2 separate regions of the Pan troglodytes genome follow, and region 1 is linked to region 2. The links are chromatin contacts, called in public Hi-C maps. All regions are on one chromosome and are shown on one strand. The core of a region is the stretch at or near the end of the contact, and the rest is flanking DNA. Distances in the headings are between cores, read along the strand shown. Region 1 holds the start of MEX3C (mex-3 RNA binding family member C). Region 2 holds the start of ME2 (malic enzyme 2).

Region 1 (4,457 bases), core at 513-3,012, 310 kb before region 2:
ATCTGAGCAGAAAAACAACACTAGCAAAGGCACAAAGATGGGATAGTACAATGCATATTTCAAAAACGGCCAAAGGTTCAGATTAGCTGTTGAACTGAGTTTATTTGAAATAATATCCATTTAGTTGGTCAGTCAGCAAGGACATACTGGCCCCTCCTAGGTACCAAGTGCTATGGTAAAGCTGGCTTTATAAAGAAGAGAAGAAGAGAGACAATTCCAGAACAAAGAATGCAAAGTGTTGCTAGGGACATAGAGGACACCATAAGAGCCAATTGCAGGACATCTACCTTACCTAATAGGTTAGGGAAGACACCCTAGAGGAAGTGATGTTTAAGCTGAGCTCTGAAGGACAACTTGTATTGACGTTAGCTTAGCTAAGAGTGAAAGGAGAGGCCAGATGCCATGGCTCACGCCTGTAATCCCAGCACTTTGGGAGGCCGAGGCGGGTGGATCACGTGAGGTCAGGAGTTCAAGACCAGCCTGGCCAACATGGTGAAACCCCATCTCTACTAAAAAATACAAAAATTAGCATGGTGTGGTGGTGGGTGCCTGTAATCCCAGCTACTCGGGAGGCTGAGGCAGGAGAAACTCTTTTTTTTTTTTTTTTTTTTTTTTAAGACGCAGTTTCGCTCTGTCGCCCAGGCTGGAGTGCAGTGGCATGATCTTGGCTCACTGCAACCTCCACCTCCCGGGTTCAAGCGATTCTCCTGCCTCCGCCTCCCGAGTAGTTGGGATTACTGGCGTGCGCCACCACGCCCGGCTAATTTCTGTATTTTTAGTAGAGACGGGATTTCACCATGTTGATCAGGCTGGTCTCGAACTCCTGACCTGACCTCGTGATCCGCCCGCCTCAGCCTCTCAAAGTGCTGGCATTACAGGCGTGAGCCACTGCAAGGGGAAGCTCTTGAGCCCGGGAGGCGGAGGTTGCAGTGAGCCAAGATCGCAGCACTGCACTCCAGCCTGGGCGACACAGCTAGACTCCGTTTAAAAAAAAAAAAAAAAAAACCCCGAAGAGCTAAACTTCAGCACCTCCAGGCTGCTGATGTAACCATCCTGCCGGCAGAGAAGCCGGGCCAGCGGGGCGTGGGAGGGCCCGGCCCCGAGGGAGGAGCATTCCCGAGTCCGAGAGGGAAGGCCCGGGAGCCACGCGGCTCAGGAAACCGCCCCCGCGAGGGGATAGGAGAATACTGCGTGGCCCCTCCTTCCGTGACCCTTCTTAAGGCCCTTCCTCTGAAGGGGGCGATCTCTTCCTCAACCCGAGGAAACAATGCTCTCGAACGTATGCCTGCAGCTCTGCTCCAGGCCGCTCACACAGTGCCTTCCCTAAAAGAACTCAGCCACATGGGCTACAGGGATGAAGGGTTGAGGGGAAACAAATCCAGGTGTGCGCTTCGACGGCACGCGCCTGCGCCAAAACCCCGCTTGGCCCTTAGTTTCAGCCTCTGCAGCAGCGCCTTCGTCCGCCTCCTTTTTCCCGCCCCCGCCGGGGACGTCACAAAGAGTGACGTGTAAAGTGAACAATCACAGTCCCTCTCCGCGCTTGCCGGGAGGAATGAGAGGGAGGTGGGCGGGGAGAGGACGGAAGGAGTAGGCTTCGGGAACTGGCTGGTCCCGGTCACCCAATCAGAGAGCTCTGGGGAGGGGAGGGGCGGGGCCCGAAGGAGGGTGGGGGGTGGGGCTGGGGAAAGGAGTTGGAAGGCTGCGGGAGGAGAAGGCGGGCTCCCAGAGATTAAAAGCACCCAATCAGAGCGCGCCGGCTTCATTCGGAGAGCGGCGTGGGGCGTAGCCGCCGCCGCCGCGCGCGCCGGGGGCTGGTTAAGGCCATGAAACAAAAGAAACCCTGAGAGGGGAGCCGCTGCCACCTCCACCAGCCCGCCCCGCCGCCGTCCCCACCCACCCACCTAGTTACCTACCTCTGCCTCCTTCCCCTGCCCCTCCACCCCGCCCTCTCCGGTCTCCGGGCGGCCCTGGCGCTCCTCGGCCCGGGTCCCCAGCCCCGCCGCCTCCCCAGAGGAAAGGTGTTTGCGAGCTGAGCAGGGCCCTGGCCCTGTCCGCCATGGGGCTCGCCGCCTGCCGCGCCTGACCCGGCCGCCGCCGCCGCCATTGACAGCGCGCCGCCGCGATGCCCAGCGGCAGCTCCGCGGCCCTGGCCCTGGCGGCGGCCCCGGCCCCCCTGCCGCAGCCGCCCCCGCCGCCGCCGCCGCCACCGCCGCCTCTGCCGCCGCCCTCGGGCGGCCCGGAGCTCGAGGGGGACGGGCTCCTGCTGAGGGAGCGCTTGGCCGCGCTAGGCCTCGACGACCCCAGCCCGGCGGAGCCCGGCGCCCCGGCGCTTCGGGCCCCGGCAGCGGCGGCGCAGGGCCAGGCCCGGCGGGCGGCGGGGCTGTCTCCAGAGGAGCGGGCTCCGCCCGGCCGGCCCGGGGCCCCGGAGGCGGCCGAGCTGGAGCTGGAAGAGGACGAGGAGGAGGGGGAGGAAGCGGAGCTGGACGGAGACCTGCTGGAGGAGGAGGAGCTGGAGGAAGCAGAGGAGGAGGACCGGTCGTCGCTGCTGCTGCTGTCGCCGCCCGCGGCCACCGCCTCTCAGACCCAGCAGATCCCAGGCGGGTCCCTGGGGTCTGTGCTGCTGCCAGCCGCCAGCTTCGATGCCCGGGAGGCGGCGGCCGCGGCGGCGGCGGCGGGGGTGCTGTACGGAGGGGACGATGCCCAGGGCATGATGGCGGCGATGCTGTCCCACGCCTACGGCCCCGGCGGCTGTGGGGCGGCGGCGGCCGCCCTGAACGGGGAGCAGGCGGCCCTGCTCCGGAGAAAGAGCGTGAACACCACCGAGTGCGTCCCGGTGCCCAGCTCCGAGCACGTCGCCGAGATCGTCGGCCGCCAGGGTGAGTGCAGGGGTGGGGAGGTCCAGCTGGGCATGGCCCCGGGCGTGGGTGGGGAGACGAGAGAAAGGAGCGTGGGACGGAAAAGGCGAACCCGGCGAGGCCCCCAAGTCCACCGCGAAGGGGTCTGGGAGGAGCCGAGGGTCGACCAGATGTGAAGATGGGTCACCTTGCGAAAACCCACGCTTTTCCGCCCGTCTTGCCTGGTAAAAAGTGTGAAGTTTCTCGGGCGACCCAGTCCGGTGGTGTTCACGTTACTTGGGCTGTATTCGTGGAACACCAGGCTGGCGTGGCACCAGAAACCTCAGTGAGGTGGTAAAAGGTCGGGCTCGAGGAGTTGTGGGTTCGCTGTTGGGTACGGAAAGCTTCGAGATTGCAAGTTTGCGCCGCCGAGTGTCTTCTAAAAGCGTTCAGCCTTCCTTACAAGAACTTGTTCAGATGGAGAAAAGAACAGAAATGGAGGCCTGTAGACAGAGCTCACTGGGGAGGGAAGGGGTGTTCAAATGGTCGGTATCACCGCCATCCCCTGCCCCCCCTCCGCTGTTGAGAAACTTAGCTTTGGAAAAGCAGCCCAACTCACTGCCGCCTATCTTAACTGTATTTTCTCTCGATACGTTTCAACTCTCGGAAAGACACACTGACACACTGGCTGTCTTTTAAAGCTGTTCGGTGTGCAGGATGAAGAAAAAATGGACACTAAGGTAATTAAGAAACTTCATCGGTTTATACAGTTTTCAGTTAATTCTCCTCTTCACTTGCTAGCACACCAGTACTGCAGACAGACTCCTCCCACATTGTTCAGACAAAGGACCTATGTCTCAGATTCCAGGAGTAGATTTGTGAAGGTGGGGGAAGGGGATGCCTGGGGTACCTCTGTATCCGACATTTTTAGGGAAGGTCCTAAGTTCTTTATGGTAGCATTTCCCCTTTATGAAAGGGGCAGATGTTACCTGCTGCCACCGCATGACAATGTGGTTTAGCCTGGTTGATGCATGCCTCTTTACTGTTAGGTTGAGAGCATTGTTGGGGTCAAATAAAGAGAGATGATGGCGCTGCCGCTTAAATGATCTCATCTTTCCCAAGTGGTCTAAAGTACACATAAATAAGAGCTCTGTCGAAATGGTGGTTTCACATATCAGACTTGGCTTATTTCTTTCCTATCTGTAGGATTTTAATAAAAACTCATCTGAAATCTGGATAAAGGAGATAGCTTAGTTCAGACTGCCTGATGATTGGCACTTACAGACACTGTTCAAAGCTGGACCTTTCAATTGAAAGATAGCTTATGCTTGTCGTTCTTCTGGTTAATGAGTTTCAAATACCTGGATTGTTTGGTTTTGGCGATACTTAGAGTAATAATCCAGGAGAAAACTTTTATTTACATGGGATAAAATTACAACATCTCAATTTGGATCAGAATGAGTTGACCATTCATGTAAGAACACTGAGGAATCGCTATGTACCAAGCTTGTATTTTGCCAGGTTTTGAGTTTGTGGTATTGAGTTGAGAATGTGAAGTTAATTCAGACTTTCTGCCCTTAAGAAGATAACAGTCTAATAAACAGTAGAATGGCACTAACTATA
Region 2 (4,144 bases), core at 1,111-3,610:
TACAGATTATACATATATAGCTATAAGTTTTTAATTTTACAAAAGAAGTTCCCAAATGGTAAATGGGTTTTTTCCTTTATGAATATTTTGTTTTCATAAATATATTAAAAGACAAAAACATATAAACACCCTCTAAGGGTGTCACCCATAAGCAGTTCTCAGGAATAGCTACTAAGCATAAATACATTATTCTCAAGAGAATATTTCTACAGAAGCATAGCCCAACATTTCCTATTAATGCATGATAAAAGTCATATTAGGAGCTAGGCGCGGTCGCTAACGCCTGTAATCCCAGCACTTTGGAAAGTCAAGGTGGGTAGATCACTTGAGGTCAGGAGTTCGAGACCAGCCTGGCCAATATGGTGAAACCCCTGTCTCTATTAAAATTACAAAAATTAGCTGCCCTCAGGTGATCCACCCACGTCGGCCTCCCAGAAGTGCTGGAATTACATGCGTGAGCCACCGCGAACGGCCTATATGTATGTTTTTAAAAACAACTGTTTCTCTCATCTAATTTACAGAATATTTGTAAATTGAAAATCAAAATTATGGGTACAACATCGCAATTAGCTTAACAACATGAGCAATGCTTAAGGAGCATACACGTTTAAGGGAGTGGGGGTGGAGGATGCAGCTATGAAGTTAGACCACTTGAGTTTGAATCTAGGCTTTGTCACGTTAAAACTGTTGTCTTAGGCAAGTTACTTAACCTACCTAAACCTTAGTTTCCTGGTTTGTAAACTGGAGGCAGTAACAGTATCAACCTCAAAGGGTTATTTTGAGATAATCCGTGAAGAAACTAGCGCTCTGCCTGTCACTAGCAATTAATACATGCTACTATTGTTATCGTTATCAACTGCAACACTAACAGAAATAGCAATGCCCACCTCTTTGCTTAGAGGTGATAGCCACAAGCATCAGGAAGGTAAATCCACAGACAGAAGATGATAAAACGTTTTGTAAGAAAGCACGTGATAATTTGATCACGCTTCTCACCACAAGCAACGTAAATTTTCTAGAATTATCTCTGGAACCAAAAAAGAAAGTCCAAACCTAGGACCACCTAGGTAACACCACATGCAGAGATAGTTATCGCCAGCGTGAAAGAAACACCTGCCAATCCCGGTCCACAGATGGCATTTCATAATAGACGGAATCGGTCCAATCTCAGAACTCTCCAGCCCGCAGCAAGTCTTTTTTTAAAGGGAGGAGCCACACACACAGCCTAACTCCTGCCGTTAACTCGGCCCGACTGAATAAAGGAGATAGACTTGCCAAAGGGTTTCCAGCCACAGAAGTCCTTTTGTGGAGGGGTGCAGAAAGAGCGAGAAAGAGATGCTGGCGTTTGGAGGCCCAGGGCCTCGCTCCCGGGCGAGAGCGGGGCGCCCAGGCACCAGCGGGCGGAGGAACCTGGAAATCGCGCGCCGGGTAGAGCCGCGGCCGCTGGAACCTGGGTCGCCGCGATGTAGCCGGTCCCTCGCCCTCAGCCCAGACTCCGCGGACCGTTTCCCTTCCCCCAGCCCCCACCTCCAGGCCGGCAACGGCGGGGGCCGCACGCGCGGAGGCCGGAGACGCGGCAGCGCTGGGCTCTCGGGGCCGGGCCAGGGGAGGCCGGCGCCCGCTCCTCTCCCGGACCCCCGCCCGGGCCCCACCGCGCCGGGCCTTACCAGAGGTCTCGCGCCGCGACAGGTGGTACACCCGGCGGAGAGGCCGCGCCCTGCCGCCCGCCCTGGCGATGCTCAGCTCCCGCGCCGCCCGGCCCTCCCCTTCTGCGAGCCTCCCGGAGCTGCCGTCAGCTCAGGCTCACACTGGCGCGGGCGGCCCCACACCCAGAGGCGGCCCGAAGAGCGGCCGGGTGAGGGGAGGGCGCGAGGAGCCGGCCAGCCGCGGGGCCGGGAAGGCGTGGCCCACGGTGGAGACGGACGGGCTCGCGGGCCAATGGGAGGCAGGAACCGGCCGGAGGGGCGGGCTCCGTCTGGAGGCTTAGCTGCCGGCGCCGGGGTTCCTGTCCTCCGCGCCTTCCTCAACCCAGCTCCTGGAGGTTACGGTTCTGAGGCGGGGCGGGCGGCCTCGTGGACGCGATGCTGAGGATGTGAGAAGTGCAGTGCAGAGAAGGAGGTGGAGCTCCGCCGCTCCATGAAGGAAGCCGGGGCTGGCCGACCGCGCCCCCAGCACTCCTGGCCCGGGGGTCCCAGTCTCCGAACCCGCGGAGAACAGGGAAGCTGGGAGTTGGGGTCTGTCCTGCCTGAGCCACAGAGGAAGGGGGAGAACAGGAGGGCAGGAGACGGCAAAGGAAGGAGGAAGAGGACCCAGGAAATGCGAGGCTTCCGCACTTCAGCGACGCTTTCACTTTCCGAGCTGTTTTGTGTGCAAAGGACTTGCTCTTCTGCAGAATTCTTTGCCACTCCTCATGGCTACTGGCAAGGTTATTTGCCTGCGGTGAATTTACCAATCACCTCCACTGTCACAGTCACCATAAATAGATGTTCAATGTTCTGCCTCAGAAAAGCACCGGAACACTTAATTGTCTTGTCCTTGAAAGCAGCAGGGACCGTGCCTTCCAACATCCCTACCCCCGCCCTCCCAACGGTTGTGACATGGGAGGATATTTCTTCACCCTTATTTCAGAAAATGTTATCACCCAAAACTCTTTACTATAATGAGCTTGTGTACTCTTAAAACAAGGCATGGTAATGACAATTTCAAAAATAAGATGTAAAATATAAAAAAAGAGGCAAGGCAGAATAAAATTAAAAGTGATGGAAATGTAGGATTGAGAAGATGGAGTGGAAGTAGGGAAGAGTGAATTGCTCCCTCCTAAACTCTGACAATTAAATAAAATCTGGGGCAATCGCCCCTCTCTGAACATTGAAGGGTGGGGCCTGTGAGGAGGAAACTCCAGTTAGGTGATAATCCAGAAGTGTGGTTGCTATAATAACCACCGCAGGCAAGGAGAGGTTATAAATATGCATGACCTAAAGTAACTCTGCTTGCCAGGAACTTACAAGATGCAGCAGGTTGGATGAAGGAAACTAAACATTACCAGTGTCTTTCTACATAAACGCTTCATTAGTAGAGGTCAAATTCTTTGTCTTTGAAAGACAGTTGTGGGGGTGTTGGGGGGTAGATGGGGAATGGGGAGATGTTGGTCAAAGGGTAAAAAGTTTCAGGAGTAAGTTTTAGAAATATCGCACAGCATGGTGACTATAGTTCATAATGTATATTTCGCAATGGCTGAAAGAGTAGATTTAAAATATTCTCACCAAAAAGAATTAAGTATGTAAGGTGATGGATATATTAGCCTAATTTGATCATTCCACAATGTATTGAAACATTACATTGTATCCCATTGCATTAAAGTATATACATTTTTTTTCTTTCGAGATGGAGTCTTGCTCTGTCGCCCAGGCTGGAGTGCAGTGGCGTGATCTTGACTCACCAAAACCTCCGCCTTGCAGGTTCAAGCGATTCTTTTGACTCAGCCTCCCAAGTAGCTGGGATTACAGGCACCCGCCACCATGCCTAGCTGATTTTTGTGTTTTTAGTAGAGCCGGGGTTTCTCACCATGTTTCCCAGGCTAGTCTCGAATTTCTGGCCTCAAGTGATCTGCTTGCTTCGGCCTCCCAAAGTGCTGGGATTACAGGCATGAGTCACCCGCGCCCGACCATAATTATATACAATTGTTTGTCAATTTAAAGAATTTAAGGACAGTTTGTCCTACATTCGAATAATCCCAGATTGAAAGTTGTAGAGAGCTATCATGGAGGGAATTTATTTTGCTTAAATTGAAGTCAATTTATTCCTTATTAAATACCCGCTACCGTCAAGGAGGTAGACACTGCTGTTTTCTGGTCTGCTCTGACAACAGTTTCCTTCCCCTTAGCCACTTACAGTGATTGGTCAAAGACTTCCTAATGAAAACAGAATTCCATCCTGGCTAACTCGGTGAAACCCCGTCTCTACTAAAAATACAAAAAATTAGCCGGGCTTGGTGGCGGGCGCCTGTAGTCCCAGCTACTCGGGAGGCTGAGGAAGGAGAATGGCGTGAACCCAGGAGGTGGAGCTTGCAGTGAGCTGAGATCGCGCCACTGCACTCCAGCCTGGGCGACAGAGCGAGACTCCGTCTCAAAAAAAAAAAAAAAAA

Evidence for each region. Hi-C and Micro-C count contacts between places; a contact is called where the count stands out from the background.
Region 1: a Hi-C map of stem cell-derived neural progenitor cells shows a contact between it and region 2, with 2.0 times the contacts expected there. The contact joins the promoter of MEX3C here to the promoter of ME2 in region 2. A contact is called at or near these places in 1 of 7 Hi-C or Micro-C datasets (stem cell-derived neural progenitor cells) and 1 of 1 datasets of contacts at active chromatin or transcription factors (stem cell-derived excitatory neurons).

What each region holds. Positions count from the first base shown.
Region 1 is chr17:61,247,941-61,252,397 of NHGRI_mPanTro3-v2.0_pri, reverse strand. It overlaps MEX3C (mex-3 RNA binding family member C), which reads left to right and starts at 1,762. Exons shown (of 2, transcript XM_001155789.7): 1 at 1,762-2,876. The coding sequence starts at 2,123.
Region 2 is chr17:60,936,775-60,940,918 of NHGRI_mPanTro3-v2.0_pri, reverse strand. ME2 (malic enzyme 2) reads right to left here and starts at 2,360. Exons shown (of 16, transcript XM_024350844.3): 1 at 1,668-2,360.